2 separate regions of the Mus musculus genome follow, and region 1 is linked to region 2. A link is a contact called in public Hi-C data. All regions are on one chromosome and are shown on one strand. Each heading gives the region's core, a stretch centred on a gene start, on an enhancer-like site or on the middle of the called end of the contact. The rest is flanking DNA. Distances are from core to core; before and after follow the strand shown. Region 1 overlaps Nbea (neurobeachin). Region 2 overlaps Dclk1 (doublecortin-like kinase 1).

Evidence for each region. A called contact is a pair of places that touch in the nucleus more often than the background predicts.
Region 1: a contact with region 2 is called in a Hi-C map of embryonic retina, with 2.0 times the contacts expected there. The contact joins two enhancer-like sites.

Annotation. Positions count from the first base shown.
Region 1 is chr3:55,728,207-55,732,331 of GRCm38.p6, forward strand. All of the region lies in intron 41 of Nbea (neurobeachin), which reads right to left. Among named protein-coding and RNA genes, the nearest start is that of Gm46804, 23 kb to the left of the region's middle. Within about 2 kb of position 2,530, at least 5 of the 459 cell types and tissues checked have an H3K27ac peak or open chromatin away from gene starts, as enhancers often do. A contact at or near this core is called in embryonic retina, where this site is marked.
Region 2 is chr3:55,366,164-55,370,242 of GRCm38.p6, forward strand. All of the region lies in intron 3 of Dclk1 (doublecortin-like kinase 1), which reads left to right. Among named protein-coding and RNA genes, the nearest start is that of Gm9831, 35 kb to the right of the region's middle. Within about 2 kb of position 1,663, at least 2 of the 459 cell types and tissues checked have an H3K27ac peak or open chromatin away from gene starts, as enhancers often do. A contact at or near this core is called in embryonic retina, where this site is marked.

The DNA of each region.
Region 1 (4,125 bases), core at 1,280-3,779, 360 kb after region 2:
ACATGGCCCCCAATGGAGGAGCTAGAGAAAGTACCCAAGGAGCTAAAGGGATCTGCAACCCTATAGGTGGAACAACAATATGAACTAACCAGTACCCCGGAGCTCTTGACTCTAGCTGCATATGTATCAAAAGATGGCCTAGTCGGCCATCACTGGAAAGAGAGGCCCATTGGACTTGCAAACTTTATATGCCCCAGTACAGGGGACCGCCAGGGCCAAAAAAAAAAAAAAAAAAAAAAAAAAAAAAAATGGGAATGAGTGGGTAGGGAAGTGGGGGGGAGGGTATGGGTGACTTTCGGGATAGCCTTGGAAATATAATTGAGGAAAATATGTAATTAAAAAAAAGAAATAAAAAAGACTTTACTTATTGTAATTAATGTGGCAAATCTTAAATAATTTAGAGTTTCTTTTCCTTTTACATATCTGGTTGTTTATAGATTATGAGCACCATTTTGAAAAGCTTAAATATTAAAAAAGTCTTTCTCACCAAAAAAAAAAAAAAAAAGAGCATTTGCTCAAATACGTAACTGAGAAAACAAACTGGACTGAATTTATAGTCTTTCGGGTCCACCTTGCTCCTTCACTACTTGCTGTTAAAATGAATTTATGCCCCTGAAATATGTTCCCTCTATCAGCTTGCATGATGTAAGGCCAATCAGAAGCCACCAAGGAGTTACATGGAGAAAGGGCTTGCTTCCTGTGCTGCACTCCTTCAGAACTGCCTGGTCTCTGTGCCAGCTACTGAGGTTCACAATGGCCAACTGACCCCACTGGCCAGCAGTTTGCAAGGACTTCTAACCAGTTCTGGAGCAGCGTCTCTGGTGAGGGCGCACCAGGAACAGTTTTACTGACTCCTTGGAGGGAAATTCCCGGAAAGAAGAATGCTAGCTAGAGGACTGCTCCAGCAGGACCCTGTGGACCCTGTGTCTGTGCATTCCAGAAGCTATCTCATGGCAGAAAGGCCTCATCTCAGACTCTAAAACCAGCCCAACATACTCCTTCTCCTTATATGCAGAATTTCCATAGTTCTTAGAATTTTCTTTATTTCTTATTAGCCATTCCATCATGGCTTTACTCTTGTTTTAATTACATTAAATTATTGACATTGTTCTTCAGCCATATACATTGTTAAGTGGTTTCTCTCCACTGCCTGGATTCAAAGGCTTCCTGAAAGGCAGCAAGAAAGGTTATGCGGTGAGATTTTAGACACCATGGGGAAATCGTAAGATGGAGAATAGAAGGCTCTGCACATGGAGGCAGAGTGGCCAGATGGAATACTATATGCATGTGATGAGGAGTTTAAATCTATTGGTGTGCATTTCAGAAATATAAAGGAAAATTACGTATAGTCAAGTAAATGCTGATTTTATGGTATGTTTCTATAAAAATCTGGGCACCAAGCCCAGGTCCGAAATATGGACCGATATAATAAAGTCGTCCATGTATACCTACAATTGTTATATAATGCTACCTAACTTTTAGGACCTTCCATTGCAGTGCTTCAACTTGCTCTCCTCCTAGTCTGAGATAGTCTCCTAAATTATTCAAGTATTTTTATCAGCCCTTGAGGTTTCTGGTTTTGTTTGCTTCAAGTCAACTTTCCCACATCCCTTGGCTGTGTCGTCCTGCTTCTGCAAAGTAGCTAATATACTACAAAATCTGACCACTACTACTTCATTTGCTTTCATTTCCTCAAAACGGAATAAATATTAAGTTCTTTACATTCTAAATCTTATGGAATCCTGTCACTTTTTAAAGTAGCCACTTACTGTTTTCAGTGTTTGGTAAACAAAAGTAAAGAGAAAAAGACTATGGTAACCTGTGCCCTAATGCCATCCTCACTCACCTGTGAGCTGAAGCACACGGGGAGCAGGAGGGAACACCGACTCGTAAACCACCTACCCAAACGTACGCTTAACACACATTATCTGTGATCATGTTGAAGAAAAATAGGGCGGGTGTGCACTCATGTGGATCAGACATGGACAACATTGTCAGAAACATGAACAGGGCTGTCAAATCAGTTTTGTCTTTTCTTTTCCTTCAGAGGCGGCTAATACTGTGTAAACTAAAAGTTCTCGTATAGTGATGGCCTGGCTGACCTTAGGTCACCTAACACACACACTAGAATGAGCAGCACATAGACTTCCTCTGGGGATAGGGAAAGCGCAAGTCACGAGTAGGGTAGGAGCTGCTGCTAAGAACGACTGAAACGCCCGCTGCAGAGGTTGGATGTGTCCTCCTCAGTGCTCATGTTTTATTAACATTTCCAGTGTCAACAGTACAATTAAAGGGCTTGCATCCAACCTTAAGTTACAGGTTAGGATTACTTTTATAATTCCATGTAAATTACAAATGGTTCAGGACTATAGTAAATATATTCAAGAAAGAATAGGTCCAAAGAACTCTCAGGAATTTATCCACACATGAATAGATGTGTTTTTCCTACATCTGCCAGCAGAACTGGGAAGACTCCCCACCTGGAAGAAAAGCAGAAGTGGGGATGGGAGGAGCGGCCCTATGCTGCTGGCTGACACCCTCTCCAGCCTGTCACTCCTGCTCGGGTGATGCTACTCCCCAGCAGATGCAAGGAGAAATAAGAGATGCAGGTTCTTTTCTACTTCATTTTCATAGCACCCGTCTCTTGCTAGAAATACAAATAGAAATACAAATCCTGCTCCTCCTGGGGAGTGAGATCTGCTGAGGGCGAAGATCCTCAAACACAGGCCCACGAGGCAGTGATGGAGAGATGAAGAGTGGGCACTCTGATAGGGGATTTAAAAATCCTCTTTCAAGACAAGGTATTCTCAATTGTTTATTTTCAAAACAAACTGGATCAATTTGGACTGTGAATTTAAAGATACTTACAATTAATCTTTGATGGTAGATTAGTAGGTGATTTTAGCATATAGCTTGTAAGAACATTGAGTAACATTTAAGAGTGAATCTGACATTTCCTCTAACAATGTGAATATGATGTTCATCACATTTTATTCAATGCTATTTTAATGGCTGCCCAAATACTTTATTCAGATATTGTGTTAATTGTACATAATGAGATTCAACTTGGAATATAAATTATTGAAATATGTTTTCTACCAAGAATCCAACAGAAATCATGTATATGTCATTATATCTTTTTTTACAATGAAAATTAATTTTTCTCTCATACAAATTATCCCAACCACAGTCTCCCTTTCCTCAATTCCTCCCAACTCCTCTCTCCCTTTTTTAAATTTTTAGCACATTTTAAAGAGAGGTAAATTATATTTTTATAACTATTTCTGTATTTTTTTGCAATCAGTAATATTCTCTAATGCCAGTAATAAGCTGGCAGGCAACAGAATTAGTCATCTTATTGAGATGAAATTCTAATATTATTTCATATTTTATGTTTAGTAATTAAAAATACATCATATCCTAAATTAAGCAATGTTGTTGTAATTCTGATTACTAAACATTTGCTATCATGTCCTTTACTGATATATGCTATGAGATAGTTAGGGGTCAAACACTCTGTAGTTGAGAGTTTATGTAGCCCACCCATAGATGGCTTTTTATATATTAATCTTTAATTGCCGTATTTTACCAACTTTGTACATGCTTACCATAGACTTAAGTCTTCCAAGGACCTGCCCTCTTTCTAGTGGTGAGCCTCAGGTAGCTAACCTGGGTTTTGTTTTTTATTTTTTTTATTTATTTTTTTTTTATTCTTAAGTTTGCTTACGATAAGGAAAATATGAGCTAATCTCACAGAATGCTTGTGAGGTCAGAGAATATCACTCTTTTTAGAGAAAAACACACACACACAAGATCTCTGGTCCTAATCACTAGAAATGACATTATCAACAAATGCATGAAGAACCTCATACAATCCTTCACTGAACTAAAAGCCATTGCCTGTGTTCTTGGCTGTAACTTGTATCATAGATATTAGCCAAATTAACACCTCTGACCTCAAGGCCCAGGTCTAGAGCAACAGCCCCGTTGCTCTTCATCTGCAGTGAAGACTGTAAGGACACTTCCTTGTCTTAAAATAGAGTACAGTTAGTCCTCCTTTGTTCTGACTTCTCTTAGTGCTTTCCCTATTTCATTGTCTTATGGTTACTTTCATTTAACAGATAC
Region 2 (4,079 bases), core at 413-2,912:
TGGTAGCCGGCACTGTGTTATTCCTGCGACTCTGAGGTTTAGAGCAGACTCTCATACGCACAGCATAGGAGTAGGACAAAAGAAATACTGACAAATTCACTTCAGTGTTTATGATCATGTGCTTGTAAGTGTGCATTCACGTGGTGGCCAGAGGACAGTATCAGCTACCGTTCCTCGGAATCAGCCCACCTTGCTTCTACCATGGGTCTCTCTGGCCTGGAATTCACCGATTATGCTAACTAGGCTGGTGGCCCGCAAGTCCTAGGTAGGCCTGTCTTTATCCCCCCAGCGCTGGGCTTACAAGTACATGTCACTGTGCCCAGCTTTTCACATGGGTCTAGGGACTCACACACGGGTCCTCATGCATGTGCAGCCGGCACATTACTGACGGAGCCATCTCTTCATGTCTATAATGTTTGAATGCCATTGAGAAAGGATAGCTCCAAGCCCGGGTTCATAACTACACTCTAGATCAGCGCTGACTATAAAATCGTAATGTCTTTAAGCCAACCCGCCATTCCAAGCTATTTGTGTTTTTTAAAAATCTTATTGTTGGCATCTTTTTCTCACCTTTTCAATCAGCTCTGCTTAGATGCAAATGAAATCATGCAAAATAGCATCATTACTCAAACAAACAGTTCCAGAGAGTGTTTCCATTTGTAGTCTTAAAAGCTGATTGGCTTTTGGATATCTTTTAGTAGAATAAATATTTTTCAATAATATTTTCAGAGTCATATATATGTATATGTGTATATGTATATATGTGAGTATATGTGTGTATGTGTATATGTATACATGTATATATGAATATATGTATAGATGAATATATGTATATATGAATATATGTATAGATGAATATATGTATAGATGAATATATGTATAGATGAATATATGTATAGATGTATAGATGTTTATATGTATATATGTATATATGCATATATGTATATGTGTATATATGTATATTTGTATATATATATATTTGTATATATGTATATATGCCAGCTACACATGAACATGGGTTTAAAATATATAATTTATTTCTAACATCATTTTAGCTTCATTTTGTACTGGCTCCTTCTAGGATGATTATGACCAATTAGAAACTAATAAGCGCCAAATGAGCAGAACACTAGCTGACTGCCACATAGAATACCCAAGAGACAAAGGCTGTGCTCTCAGAGCACTGAACAAACACAATACTGTGCTTCAAAAGTTCATGAGGTGGCTCGTTGTACGTAATGAATGATGGCAGTCGTGGTAGTGGTAATGACGGTGGGAGGGAGGTAGTGACTGATGGTGGCAGTCAGGGTGATATCGGACGTGGTGGTTATCATACTAGAGGAGGGGGTTATGGCATGTTGCGAGTGATAGGAGAGGTGGTGGTGGCAGGGATGATGGGGGAGACTATGGTAGTGTCTGTGGTGGTATAGGCAGTGACTATGATAGTAAGGTAGTGATGGTGAGGATGGTTATAATGTGGCGGTGGTGATGGTGGTGGCTATAATGGTGGTGATGATGAGGTTATAATGGTGGTGTGTAGCAGTGGGTGTGAATGTGGTGGTGATGGTGGTGGCTATAATGGTGGTGATGATGAGGTTATAATGGTGGTGTGTAGCAGTGGGTGTGAATGTGGTGGTGATGGTGGTAGCTATAATGGTGGTGATGATGAGGTTATAATGGCGGTGTGTAGCAGTGGGTGTGAATGTGGTGGTGATGGTGGTAGCTATGACAGTGGTGGCAGTGATAGCAGTGGTGGTGGTGGCTGTGATGATGGTGGTGGTGGCTTTGATAGTGATGATTGTGCTGGTGATGGTAGCGATGACTGTGACAGCAGTGAGGATGGAAATGGTGGTGATGATGGAGACAGTGATGATGGTGGTGCTGATGGAGACAGTGATGATGGTGGTGATGATGGAGACAGTGATGATGGTGGTGATGATAGAGACAGTGATGATGGTGGTAATGATAGAGACAGTGATGATGGCAATGGTGATGATGGTGGTGGTGGGGATGGTAGTAGGGCTTTGGGGTTGTGGGACTGTGAGGCTGGTGCTGATGGTGATGGTGATGATGGTGGTGTTCACCATCTTTCTGGAAATATCAGCTTCATGGAATAATTGTCACTTGGAACTCATCACTTGAGAAAACTAATTTGAATCGCATAAAAATACCTCTTTTAGTGTCAAGCTATATACGCAGACAAGAAAGTTGGAAATACATATAGACATATTTAAAGCAGCCAGTTCCATGCTTTAATGTCAAGCAGCATTTATAAATATCCCTGGCAGGAACACAGATCTGTGGCTTGGAGGATGTTATTGTTTGAGACCTCAGACAATAAATCAGTGCACAAACACATACAAGAAAAAGTTATTATGTTTTTATCCTTCACACATATATCAATATTTTAGATCATGATTTTCCTGTGAAGCTTTCTAAGAACCTGATTTTTACCTAAGGACATTTTCTGTTGGGCTTGGTGGCCTAACTAGCCTATATTATCAACTCTACAGGAGGCTACACTCAGGAGACTCACGAGTTCAAGGCCTGCCTTGGCTACAGAGTGAGGCAATCATTGCCAACCATGACTACTTAGTGAAAGGGTGTCTCAAGATAAAACAAAAAGTACTAAAAGAGGTCTTGGAAGGTATCCCCATGGAAGAACACTGCCCAAGGCCACAGAGGGAAGGGAACAAAGGGTTAAAATGGAGGCAGTGGGAAGGAGAAAATGACCAGCACAGGGCGACGTGCTCACTGCAGACCTGGCACTTGAAGCTGAGGTGAACAAAGTAGGATCATAAATTTCAGGTCAGCCTGGGCAACATCATGTGTCAGCAGTTAAAGCAGAGAGACAGGACACACACACACACACACACACACACACAGACACACACACACACAGACACACAGACACACACACACACAGACACACACACACATACACACACACAGAGACACACACACACACTATATATATGTATGTATGTATGTATGTATGTATGTATGTATGTATGTATATGATAACGCTACCTGAGGATATTGCCACACACAGATTCTGTGGTTAGGTTTTGTTCTCTGGGTCTGACACCCAACCCTTGTGTCCTTACTGGCATGACAAGATCACCAATGAGCAGGTTATAATAGCTAACTGGTGACTCCTTTTCTGGGCCGCCCGTCCACTTGGCTCTGAGCCCGTGTGAGTAATGGAACCTTCTAGCTCCTTACAAACTTGTTCGGGTTATTTCAGAACATCAGTTCTTTGTCCTCGACTTGCCTTTTTACAGGTGACAGCCTCACACCCACAGGATCATAAAACAAGCATTTATAAAAGAATAAACGTTTGAAACTCTCTTCTAAGGTGGTGCTATTTTTGAACTACAGATCAAACACTGCTTGGATGGAATCCAGGCCAGAAAAACCTTTGCATATGGGTTTGCATGACCCTAAAGAAATAGCTGCCTCATTTGAAGTCAGACCACTGTCTCAGCTACTTGTGCTCATGAATCATTTTCAAATTGTTCAAATATCTGATTGAACAATTCCTGGGTGTGGCTACCATTTTTGAACACCAGCCCTACACAACTGATAAGAGTTTGTTTTTGAGTTCAGATCAAAGATTGATTATAACTTCCCCCAAAAGATTACTGTAAAATTGTTTCTATCTTCCTGGTTGTCTTTGTTAGGGTTACAGTTTCAGAGATTCAGTCCATTATCATCATGGTAGAAAACATGGCACCATGCAGGCAGACTTGATGCTGCAGGAGCTGAGAGTTCTGCATCTTGATCCAAAGGCAGCCAGGAAGAGACTACTTATTCACACTGGGCAGAGCTTGAACACTAGGAGTCCTCAAAGATAGCCTACACAGTGGCACACTTCCTCCAACAAGGCCATGCCTATGCCAACAAGGCCGTCACTTCCCATGGGCCAAGTACATTCAAACCACCACCCTGGTCTATGAGTTATATACTATAATGAGTGTATGAGTCTATACTATGATGGTATAGTATAACCAACTCTAACAATGTGGCAGACAGCACTAAAGGAGTAGGAGAAACCAAACATGGGAACAATCTTTGAC